Regions from separate parts of the Sus scrofa genome. Here region 1 is linked to region 2. The links are chromatin contacts, called in public Hi-C maps. All regions are on one chromosome and are shown on one strand. The core of a region is the stretch at or near the end of the contact, and the rest is flanking DNA. Distances in the headings are between cores, read along the strand shown.

The links. A called contact is a pair of places that touch in the nucleus more often than the background predicts.
Region 1: a contact with region 2 is called in a Hi-C map of retroperitoneal adipose tissue, with 2.1 times the contacts expected there. The contact joins the enhancer-like site here to the promoter of SCUBE2 in region 2. A contact is called at or near these places in 12 of 47 Hi-C or Micro-C datasets (embryonic fibroblasts, epiblast stem cells, heart right ventricle and 6 more) and 1 of 2 datasets of contacts at active chromatin or transcription factors (skeletal muscle).

The regions. Positions count from the first base shown.
Region 1 is chr9:450,790-456,646 of Sscrofa11.1, forward strand. It overlaps SCUBE2 (signal peptide, CUB and EGF-like domain-containing protein 2), which reads left to right. Exons shown (of 21, transcript XM_021062256.1): 21 at 1-5,857. Among named protein-coding and RNA genes, the nearest start is that of TMEM9B, 8.9 kb to the right of the region's middle. Within about 2 kb of position 2,797, at least 15 of the 83 cell types and tissues checked have an H3K27ac peak or open chromatin away from gene starts, as enhancers often do. A contact at or near this core is called in omental adipose tissue and retroperitoneal adipose tissue, where this site is marked.
Region 2 is chr9:386,587-392,963 of Sscrofa11.1, forward strand. SCUBE2 (signal peptide, CUB and EGF-like domain-containing protein 2) reads left to right here and starts at 3,220. Exons shown (of 21, transcript XM_021062256.1): 1 at 3,220-3,334; 2 at 4,333-4,455. The coding sequence starts at 3,220.

The DNA.
Region 1 (5,857 bases), core at 1,547-4,046, 64 kb after region 2:
TACCTTGGTGGTGTTTTTAACCTACAAATAACATGGATGGTTTTTAAAGCCAGAATCAAATATTTATTCTTTATTTGGATGGTCCTAAGTACCCATTTCTGTCTTTCCTCAAAATTTTGACGTCTTCATTTAAAAAAAATAGTCTTTAATACAAGTACTTGGAATTTGTAAGCCGGCACTTGGCCTGTGTGCCTGAGCCTGGCCAAGGTGAACATTCCAATGTAATGTGGACACATTGCTGACCTGACCGACGTGGAGGGCTGCTGAGCTCAACTGCGCCATCCTGCCCAAAGAATTGGCAGCTCAGTGGTTAAGACTAACTCCGTACTGCTGACTTCACAGGAAGGCTAGGGACGGCTGTGCACGGGGCAGGAAGGAGGCCGCAGAAGCCGGGGCTCTGAAGCACCCTCCGGAGCCAACCGTGCATGAGCCACTGAGGCCCCCCTGGAGCCTCGTCTCCATACCCAGCAACCACCCTGAGAGATGCCGTGGTCCTGTCGGAAGACTCGGTGGCGGGGGCTGCTGTTGCCACCTGCTCAGTCAGTAAATAGTTGTTGTAATCTGCCTTTTGCCAGGCACTGTTCTAGGCCATAGGGACGCACAGTGACGACACAGACAAGGTCTTGTCATTTTTGAGTTTGTGGAGGGAGGAGACAGACAGCGAATCAATCAATATGAAAAGTATCAGCTAGAGATAAGGGCTATGTTGAAAATTAAAAGAGGTTAGTGTAACAGATGGCTGCCTGGCTACCTGAGGTTTGGGAACTCGGGGGGGGGGTCTCTCTGGGTAAATGATATTTCAGCTGAAAAATAAATTGTGAGAAGGAGCCAGCTTTGGGGAAATCAGGGGTAAGAACATTCCAGAGAGAGAGAAGCCAAGTTCCCATCAGACAGGAACAAGCACGTGTTGGACCACAGACGAGCAAGAAGGCAAATGGCACGAGACGGGCAGGGAGCTGGACGGCAGCCGGAGCACCGTGGGCTTTGGAATCCGGAAGGCAGGCTTGGGGGTTAATTCTAAACACACCGTGAAGCATTTGGAAGGGGTTTCGACAGAAAAGTGGGATGATCTGACTCATGTTTTTAAAAGATAGCTCAGGTTACTGTACAAAGAATAGGTTTCAGAAAGTGGGCGTGGATGCAGAGAGCAGTTCTCAAACGACTGCCAACCAAGCAGTCATCCGGTGGGAGGTGAGGTTGCCCGGGACGGGCTGGTCACAGCGGAGGAAGCGAGCAGAAGGGTTCTGCACGTGTCTGGGGAGAGAGTCAACAGCGCTTGCTGAGGTCCAGACGTGAGGGGCGGGAAAAAGAGCAACCGAAGGTGACCCCGAGCTGCCTGAGCAGGCAGCAGATGGACAAGGCTTTGGGAGGAGCCGGTGTGGGACCTGTGATGGTTTAAAAACCTGTCTACAAACTCTCTGATGCTCCTTCCGGGGCAAGCTGGGGGGTGTCTCACCCCTCCCCTTGAACCTGGGGTCTGCGATGGCTTAACCACTGTTAATGGCAGGAGTGAGGCTTTATCCCTTCCTGGCCCCAGGAGGTCAGACAATTTCCACTTCCTCTCTCTGGGAAATCCAGGACCTCGGACACCACGCCTCGGGGAACCACCCCTCCCCTCCCCCACTGCCCAGCTGACTCCCGGGTGACAGCAGCAAAACTTGCCAGCGGGGTGAATGAACGCCTTAGGAACAGGTTCTCCAGCTGATGCTTCGCTGAGCTGTCCCTGCGAGCTGCACCAAAACGGCCGACTGGTGAGCTAGATCAGTGATTGCTGTTGTTTTGAGGTGCCAGGCTTTGGAGGATTTCTTGTGCAATAAGGAAACGGTGGAAGAGGAGAGAAGGTGAAGAGTTTGGTGAGTTCGGTTTTGGCCCCGAGCTGTCTATTAGAGACCCAGATAAAGGCTTCAGGTGGGCGCCTCGTTCTGCGAAGTCCTGCGAGAGCTCAGGGGAGACTCGGAATCTCAGGGTCACAGAGCGAAGAATGAGGTGGATCGAGGTCACCTGGGAAAAGTACGCAGATGAAAAAAGACCATGGGGGAGTTCCCATCGTGGCGCAGTGGTTAACAAATCCGCCTAAGAACCATGAGGTTGTGGGTTCGATCCCTGGCCTTGCTCAGAGGGTTAAGGATCCGGCATTGCCGTGAGCTGTGGTGTAGGTGGCAGACGCGGCTCGGATCCCGAGTTGCTGTGGCTCTGGCATAGACTGGTGGCTACACCTCCTATTCGACCCCTAGCCTGGGAACCTCCATATGCCGTGGAAGTGGCCCAAGAGATGGCAAAAAAGAAAAAAAAGACCAGGGAACTCTGAGTTCCCCGTGTGGCCACAGGGACAGAACCTACCGGCGCAGCTGGTTACGTCTCAGGAAGAGGGCGGAGCTTTGCTTGCCCCCCCCCCCCCCCCCGCGAGCGGGTTCTGCAGCGAATTGGGATCCTCCGTGGGGCCGCGTCTGTGCAGCCCCCACGCCCTCCCGCTGGGGGCGTGTTCTCGGGCATTTACTCAAGAGCTGCTTTTCCAGCTTTCGCCCCCTTTCCCTTGAGTGGCCGGTGCTGATAAGAGAATGGCCGCCTTTCACACTAACGGGTGCTCATCCTCACTTCGGAAAACGGCTTCCTCTGAGTCATTCTCTGAGCTGTTAAGTGTGTCGGCTGTAGGCGCTGGATTTAGGTTTGCAGGTGATTTTCTAATCGTCATGTGGAAACTTGGGGCAGGCAGCGGCCGCATGGCATAGAGCCCAGACGCACAGACGTCTGCCGGAGGATGCCCCAGGGCTGCTGCCCACGCTGTGGCTGAGGGCTGGGCCCTAGGGGACCCGGGGCTCCACCAGGCCCGCCTCCATCTCCTCCTCCGCTCAGAAGGCATGCTTCTCACTGGCCCGGCAGCACCTCTGCTTCCGTTCACACAGCAGGATGGGTTCCCAGAGCCTTACCCATGTCTGCATCACTCTCGGCCACTTTGGGGCGGTACAGGGATCTGGTGAGGCTGGAGTAAAGTGGTTCCTCACCAAGTCGAGGGGAGCTGGTTACCTGCGGCCTTCGTGCCAGGTAAGCCATCAGCTGCCTCCGAGTGCAGGTCCTGGGTGTCCATCCGCAGGAAACGAGAAGCCCCGAGTGAGGCGTCCTCTGCCTTCTGCTCCAGGGGCTCTGAACCCAGCTCAAGGGGCTCCTGAGCATTTGTGGTGCCCTTTCCTCCTCCCTCGGGCATCCCTGATCAGCTGGCAGGAGACCAACCTCAGGGCCTTGTGGCCTGCAAGGCTGCTCCTGTGACTGACAGCCAGAAAGACCTAACTGCGCAGCCGGGACCACTTGCAGAGAGCACAGCAGGATCAAAATAGGGTTGGCACGTGAAACCCCCTAATTCACAGGCAGGTTGCTCTAGCTGAATGGAAGGGGTACACGTTCAACCCACCTTCGCTGAGCAGTGGTGACAGCTCAGCCCGCTTGGTTTCCACACAATCTCTTTAGGAGAATGGGCTCCAGACCTTAGTCAGGGACAATTCTTTTTGTTACAGGTTTGCGAACTCATTCATTTATGCAGCATGTTTGCTTCGGGTTTACAAAGTGCTGGGTATGGAGGAGCGGGCCGTGCTGTGGCGGGCAAAATCCTCCTGTGGAGTTTAAATCCTAGTGGGAGGAGACAGAAAATAACTAGTGTGATAACTGTCTCAGAGAAGACAGGAAAGGACAAAGGAGGGAGAATGCGGAGGTGGTGGCAGGGCTACTGTTTTAGATAGGGTGAGCTCACCTGGGAATCAGGAATCCAGTCCCCTCCCAGGACACTGGCTCCTTAAACCAAGCCTGGCAGTGCTGGCCCTGGCCACGCCCTCTACCCACCCAGCCGGACCTTGATTGCTCTGGGGCCAGGCTGCCGGAAGCTCCAAGATGGAACAAGCCCTTTTGCACCGCCTAGAACAGGCGCCACCTAGTGGTCGTGAATGGAATCCACTTGTGTTTCCAGTCACATCCCCCTGCCGTTGGGCTTCAATGACCTTGGAAGGTCGATGTTCCTGATTCCAGACGCAGTGTTCCCAATGCGGTGTTGGGGACCAGGGCTGTGGTTTGACAACTGACGGACTGCATCCTGTTTCCTACAGTCGTCAGAATGTATCCGTATGGATCTCTTCCTTCCCTCTGCCTGGCCTAACACCTCCCGACCGGGTAAGCCGTCATTGATCTTCAGGGCCTCTGCAACTGTCGGCAACGCAGTCAGTCACGGCCGTGTCCAAAGACACCCCCGCCCCATTCACTCATTCGTGTGGCCCCGGCACCTTGCTAGGCTGGATGCACGCTGCCGAGACAGGAGGGGAGAGGACTTGAAAGAACGAGGGGACATCACTCCCCAAATTGTCACCTTGTGTGTTTGCCACCTCGTGTCGTTCCAAGAGCTACCGCGCCCCACTGACTTGGACTGTCCTGTGAGCCTGTGGTCTCTCCTTGGACCGAAGGATAACTGTGGGGCACAGCTCGGAGTTTCCTGCCTTTCTTCTACGCAGCGTAAAAAGCAGAAATACAAACCGACCTCGGAGCCGAGCTTTGGTGCTGCCTTTACCTTATTACACACTTTATGGTGGAAAAAAATTAATTGCTGCTGAGCAGGAAATGGAACCGGTGCCCCAGGGCGGGCAGACCCAGCAGAGGGTGCCCGACACAGTCACGGCCGGCAGGAGGGGCGGTGGCAGAGAGTGTGAGCGTGTGGTGAGCCCCAGCCGGGCGCTGCGTGTAACTCGCTGTGTGTGACCACAGCTGGGCGTCGTCACACGGGGGCAGCGTGGCTGCACGACGTGATGCCCGTCCTGGTGCGAAACGGGACACTAAACACCACGGTAGTGGTGGCGCCCAGAACCCCAGCATTAGATCCGGGTGACCCGACTTGAGAGCAGCAGCCTTTAGCGGCCGCATCAGGTAGCAGAGCTGAGGTTTTGAGTGAAGTGGGTACAAGAACAAGAGGCCTGGGAAACGCTTCCTCAGGGCTCCCGACGAGGCCCTGAAGGGACTCGGCAGTGGGACGCCGCCCGTCCTCCCGTCCTCCCCTCCCCGTGTCCCGCTGCACTTTTCTGGGCCTGCGTTCTCTCTGTTTGTCTTGGTGAAAGATTTCTCCAAAACTTATTTTTCCTAATGCTCATTTCTTCAAGGCTCCCATTGTGCCCTCTGCACCCTCTGGATTTGTATCTCAGCTCTGCCGCCTGTTGGCTGTGTGACCTTGTCCACGTTACTTAACCTCTCTGTACCCCAGTTCTCCCCTGTGGTAAATAAAGATAAAGACAGTACCTGCTGGATAGGGTCGTTGTGAGAATTCAATGAGCTCACACACGGAAAACTGCCTGGAACGTCCCTTGGGCTCCATCCATGCTCGCTGTCTCCACCGCCAGCACCACCAGCACTGCCAGCGCCATCTCTCACTCCTTGAGACTGGAAAGAGAGAAGTTACATCCAAGCTACATTTTAAAAGTGGGTTCACACTCTGCTGGTTTCTCCCACTTCAACGAAACAGAAAATCCCTTCGTTACAGTTTTTCTAGTGGAACGCGTTCTGGGAACAGAGGCGTTAGAGCCTGAGGAGGGAACCAGAGCCGCGGGGCCTCGCGGGAGACCGGGTTCTCCCCCAGGGCTCGTGAGAAGCCGCTGTCCTCTGCGCTGTCGACACCACCGTTGGACACGATTCCCCACTAGGATGGCAGCGTGAGAGCCGCGAGGGCGGCGAGGATGCGGAGACACGCCCGTAGGGGTGGGAAGGGCACGGCTCCTCTGGCAAAGCGTGTTGGTGCCTCGGCGGGTCAAACTTAGAATTGCTGGATGACCCGGCAACGCCACTGCAAGAGCAATGAAAGTGTGCGGCCACGCGAACACGCGTGCCCAGAAGC
Region 2 (6,377 bases), core at 1,970-4,469:
ATATTGGTTGGATTCATTCCCACTGAGGCACGATGGGAACTCCCTGCACCGTCTAGTTGACGGTATGGGTTATTTGCAGTTCTGTGCTAGTGTGAATACAGCTGTCATGGACAGTGTTACATGTGTCTTTGGGTGAACATATGAAGTAGCTCCTCGTAGGCGTAGAAGGAGGTTGTCCGTTTTGCTGTAGTAGATTTTGCCCAGCAGTTCAGCAGAGTGGTTGCAGCAGGGGAGTTTGCACTTGAGCCTGAAGGGGCCGGGCTTGCTGGGAGGAGGTTTGCCTCTTCCTCCGGCAGCCCCCGAGGAAGATACTGAAAGGGGGATGAGGACGCGCCCACGAGGAGCAACAGGCCAGGTGAGGGACGCTGGGCCCTGGGCTCTGGATGCCCGCCTGGAGGAGGAGAGCGGTTTAGGGAGATCGTGAGAGGGTTTGACTCTGGTGCCAAGAGAGCCAGTGGAGTCGGGATGACTGCAGGTGTCTGAGCTGTGTCTGCAGAATGCTGGTGGCCTCTCTATATAAGCGCGGAAGCGCTCGAGAAGGGCGGGTTCGAGGGAGAAGGTGAACTGCCCTTTGAACATCTGTTTGTTTGTTTGCTTTTTTGGCCGCCCCACAGCATATGGAGTCCGGGGCCGGGGATCAGAGCTGAGCAGCAGTTGTGACCTATCCTGCAGCAACACCAGATCCTCTTAACCCTCTGTGCTGGATGGGGGATGGAACCCGCATCCTGGTGCTGCAGAGATGCTGCTGATCCCTTTGTGCCGCAGAGGGAACTCTCATCTTGAACATCTTGGATCTGAGGGAGCTCACGCTGGAGGCATCCAGTAGACAACTGGATACAGAGAACTGAAGCTGAGAGGAGAGATCCGAGCTGGAGATTTCTCTCACGGGAACGCGGGAATGAGCGAGCATCAGGGCCAGGATGTAGAAAGAGCATCCCCAGAAGAGGACCGAGGAGGCATTTCCTGAGAGCTAGGAGGACAACCAGGAGCTTGCCTGCTGCAGGGAAACAAGAGCCAAGGGAGAGAGCATTTCTAAAGGGAGTTTCCAGAGGCTGCTGAAGAGTCGAAAAAGTGGGGCACTGAGAGGTGGGCAGCGAACGCAGAGTCCTCCTGAGCTGCACGTGGTTTCCGCTTCCGCCGTCTTCCTGGGGCCCCAGGCCCCCACCAGTGCGACGGCCAGGCTGGGCTGCCTGTCCCCTCCGGTCTGGTTCATGGCCTCTCAGCCTGGGGCGGGAAGAGGGAGGTTCAGGAACCATGCGGGGACCTCAGGGGGACAATAGAGGGCGGACAGCCGCTGGCCCTGGGCCCGCCAAGCCCCTCCTGCAGCGGGTCCCTGACGTTGGAGCACAGATTTCCCCTGGAGCCCTCCATGGAAATTCCCAGTTATTAACCATCTTGACTGATTGGAAGCGTCAGAAAGGTTTGCGCAGGAATCCAGGAGCTGACCCGCTGAAAGCACATCTGTATGGAAGTTAGGGCAAACAAAATAGGATTCCGAACATTTTTGGAGATCTGTGCCAGCTGTAAACGTTTCCAGGAAACACAACAAAAACTGACTCTCTTAGGCAAAAAAACATTGGGTCTTAGAACTACTTTGTATCCTTACTAAAATATAAGCTCGGGGGACCAGTGAAGGCAAAGAATAGCGTGTCTGGTTTCTTGCCCGGCACAAGGGGCTGGAGAAGACGCCTAGAGAGGTGACTGGGCAGCCTTGTGTATTTAGATGCTTTGACTGGAGCCAAAATGGTCTGTGCCACACAGTGGGCACTTTTGGGTTGGATTTTAAAGGAAAATAACTTTGATCATTTCAAAAGCAATGACGCTTAATGCAGCGGAGAGAAAAGAAGGTGGTAATTTATGGCCACTGTTAGGGACACAAAGACAAAGACGGAGAGAACCGTTCACCTAGTGAAGATTTACAAATGTGTAAAACCACCCTTAGGACTAGAAATAGCTGAGTGTCTCTTGGCACCAAACAAAAGGGGGCGAGAGTGAGGAGGGAAAGAAAAAACCTGCCTGCCTTCGCTGGGGATGAAGAGGTCAAAACAAAAACAAAAACAAACCAACCACAGCAAAGTTCTTATTTTCTCAGATTCTCCAGCAGACAGCAGCGGCGCTAGCAATGAAGACCCGAAGAGGCAGTCCCAGCCCCGCGGGGCAGCAGCGGAGAGGGCAGGGGGCTGGGGGCCCGGGGAGGGCGGTGGACCCCAGGAAGATAAGGTTTTGTGCCTGAGCTCGGTGGGGATTTTTTGTGATGTTTATTTTTTTCTGATTATCAAAGGAATGTATACACACACACACACACACCTGTATGGATGTACCTAGTCATAGGGAAAATTTAATAAATGCAGAGAAGCTCAAAGCACAGGCAAACCCCTGAGTACGGTGGATTGTCGCACCTTGGAATTGCTGCTACCTGGGGAGAGGCTGATGCTGGGGGTTGGGGGGGCGGCTCTGGTCACCTGTGCCCCTGTGTAGGTGTGTTTCCTTGTAAAGGTGCCTTGCTCGCAGACCCAGGTGGCTGCCGGTATCTGCAGCTGGGCTGACCTGAGGTTTACAAGTCCAGCTGGTGCCACCTGTGCCACCTGTGCCCCAGGCAAAGTGGGGTGGTCTCCTGTCCCTGGTGCCTCACCCTCGACCTCCCGCTTCCTTTCCCTTCGCCTTTTAGGCTGCTCTGAAGAGACATCGAACCCCAGGCTAGGACAAGAGGACTGCCGTCCTGGGAGGACTGGGGGGCAGGGGGTGCAAGGGGGCCTGGGATGGGCAGGATGGGGAAGGGGCAGACAGGGTGTGCCAGGGGAGCAGAGAAGCAACTCTGAAGTCTGCGGTCGCTCTCATTCCATCCACACTAAAGGCAGGTAAGCCTTGCAGGTGGCTTTGGGATCTGGGGACTCTAGGACACTTGCTGGGCTCCCCGTGTCCGCCTACTTCAGGCCAGAAGCGCCGTTTGTCCTCCCGAGAGGAGCCGGGCCAAGCCGGAGGACCCCGCACAGGTTGGGCGAGGGCCCGGGGCGCGGCAGGCTGCGGGGCCTGCGCGAGGGCCCGGGGCACCCGGCGAGCCCGCCCCCGCCCGGGCCCCGCGGCCGCGCCCCTCGGCCGAGCGGGGGCGGGAGGGCGCGGGGGAGGTCCGTGCGAAGCGGGGGCGGGGGCGGGGGGCCGGCAGGCCGCCCTCACCTCTCCGCGCCGCCGCCGCCTCTTCTCCGGGCCGCCGCGCGGGCCATGGGGGGCGCAGGCCGCCGCCGCGGGGGCGCGGCGCGGGCGCTGCTGCCGCTGCTGCTGTCGCTGCCGCTGCTGCTGCTGCTGCGGGCGGCCGGCCCCGGGCCGCCGGAGGAGGGTGAGTGTCCCGCCGCGGGGCGCACCTGGCGCGGGGCGGGGGCGGCGGCAGGGTTCCGCGTGTCCTGCTCGCCCGGGGCTCTCCCGCAGGCCGGGCCGAGGCGGCGCCCCCGCACGGGCTTGAGGCCCGGGGCCTGGGGACACGGCCGGCCTCGGCCCCGGCCCCGATGGCCGTGCCCCCGGCGCGCTAGCGGTCTGCGCGGGGAGCGGGCCGGGCGGCCGCGGGCGGAGGCGGGGAACCGAGGGCTCGGCCGCGGCCCGCGCGAGGTCCAGGCAGCTGCGCCCCCGGCATCGCGGCCCAGAGGTGGCCCGCGGGCCTCGCGTCCGCCCCGGGGAGTTTTCTCCCTGCGCAACAGCCGCTGTTTGACAGGCCGAGACCCCGTTCTGCACCCAAACTGGAATCAAAATACTTTCAAAACGCTTTTGTTTTGAAGGAGCCCCCGGAGCGCTCTCAGCCCGGGAAGCGCTTCTCCCGGGGCCCGGCGCGTCTGGGGTGTGTGCCAGCCCAGAGCCAGAGGGTTGCCTCAGACCCCAACCCGGAGGAAGCTGGCAGAGCGGCTCTGTTCTCAGAGCGCTTGTGCCCGCTCCAACTCTCCCCCGCCGGGCCCTTGCCCCGCCTGCTCACGTGCCAGGCGCTGGCCTAGGCCGCAGGGACTCAGATCCGCGCTGTGGTCCCGGGACGCCGTCTAGCCCAGGAGACAGGCAGGAAAAGTGGTGGTGTGATATGTGACACATCTTAGGGGTCGCCTTCTGACACTCCCGGGTCATGACAGGCTTCCTAGGTGAGGTGGGTCTGAGCAGAGTCCTGAAGGCCATTGTAGAGGGCATCCCAGGCAGAGGGCACCCTGGGCAGAGGGCGCAGGGTGTGCCTGGAAACCGGGCCTGGAGGCTCATCCCAGGAGCTCCCAAGCGGTTTAGCTGGTGTTGCCAGGAAGGGGTCAGGGCCAGGCCACCCAGGGCTTAGGACACCCTACCAGGAGCTGCCGTGCTGTTTTGCAGATGTGGACGGGTATGCCCAGGGGGTGGACGATTGCCACACCAATGCCCTGTGTCAGAACACACCCACCTCCCACAAGTGCTCCTGTGGGCCTGGCTACCAGGGGGAGGGCAGGCGGTGTGAGGGTAAGTGACTTGGGGACCAGCAGAGGGGCGCCAGCGGCGGAAGCTTCCTTAGCTCTTGCACTGGCCGCTCATGTTGGTGAAAGTGCTGCTCTGCCCCCCCCCAGCACATCAGCCCCTCCCTGCAGCGCATTTCAGATCCTTAAGAGACAGGGAACATCGGGTCTTCCTGAGGGCTGGTCATACTGTTTTATCTGCTTCTGCATTGTCCTTTTGTCTAGCTTCTAAAAGCAACAACAACAACGAAAGGCACGTTCGTATCTTTTGGTCCCGAGTCACTCAGCTTAGGGGGCAGAAGGTCAGCAGCCTTGTTGGTCGGGAGAGCCATGCCACCAGAGCAAGGCTGGCCTGGCGCCTCCCTGAGGCAGCTGGCACTTTCACTCCGGAGCTGGAGTGCCAGGGCCTGCTCTCGCGTGAGGCTCCGGCGGCTGTCTTTCCATGACTTTTCCAGTTTGGCATTGTGACCTGCCAGGCTTTGGACCGACGCCAAGAACCTGCCTCATTTGGAGCTGCAGGTTTGCCCTGGAAAGACGTGTGCAGAGGGATGTTTTCAGTCCTTGGGGCTCCAGGTCTGAGATCCTCAAGTCTGGACTCGGCCGTTTTGTGCTCTGGGCCCCTGGGGGTCGGCCCCCTCTCAGGAACTCTGAGGTTGAGAACGGGCCACAGGCTGGACTCTCATAGGAGGGGCTGCTCGGGGGCATGGAACCCGTGGATGTGGGAGCTGGCAGGGCTCTCCGGGGCGCTCTGAGCCAGTCCCATCTCTCATTCGACCGATGGGGACACGGAGGCGCGCAGGGATTGGGAAAGGCTTTGTGGGCACGCTCGCACAGGTGGCCTGCGGGCGAAAGAAGGTCAGATCCCAGCCTAGCTCGGTCCCCAGCCCCGCGTCTCCCATTCCCTCCGTCTCCCGGGCCCCCCTTTGGTGGGGTGAGGAATCCTCGTGTCTGCAGTCTCCTTTGTGCACCAGGAGCAAAGCTTCCTCTCCCCTCCGGGGAGGCGTGTCCCGCTCAGGTTCCCGGTCAGGTTCGTCTGCTCGGCATCTTGCGAGGCCAAAGGGCTCCCTCTCTCAGAGCCGTGTCTCTGCCAGTCCCTCCGTGCCGCCCCCTGACCGTGTCGAAGGCTCCGCTCTCGGTGCTGGGATTCGCACAGGTGGGGACCCTGCTCGGGGAAAACAGAGTTCCCTTTGTCACCTCCAGTCACTGCACGCTCTCGGGGGAGAACACCAAGCCACGGCCTCTTTGGGGTAAAGTACATAGTTAGTGAATAATATTGAATGACAGGTGGCAAGTTGAGGAGCTCCCGTGGTGGCGCAGTGGTTAACGAATCCGACCAGGAACCCTGAGGTTTCGGGTTCGACTCCTGGCCTTGCTCAGTGCGTTAAGGATCTGGCATTGCCGTGAGCTGTGGTGTAGGTCGCAGCTGCGGCTCGGATCCCGTGTTGCTGTGGCTGTGGTGTAAACTGGCGGCGACAGCTCTGATTAGACCCCTAGTCTGGGAACCTCTGTATGCCACGGGAGTGGCTCTAGAAAAGACAAAAAGGCAAAAAACCCAAAAAAACAGGTGGCAAGTTTGGTTAGTCTTAGCTGTTGGGTTTGACTTAACACAAGTGAAATTGAATTGCTAACAGTTTAGAATGAAAAGTCTACTATTTAGTTTAAAATAATTAATGATTGGAGTTCCTGTCCTGGCTCTGTGGTAACAAGCCAGACTAGTATCCATGAGGACGCAGGTTCGATCCCTCGCCCCCCGAGTGGTTTAAGGATATGGTGTTGCCGTGAGCTGTGGTGTAGGTTGCAGACACGGCTCAGATCCTGCGTTGCTGTGGCTGGGGTGTAGACTGACAGCTCCAGCTCCAGTTCAACCCCTAGCCTGGGATCTTCCATATGCCGTGGGTGCGGCCCTAAAAAGACAAAAAAAATAAAAAT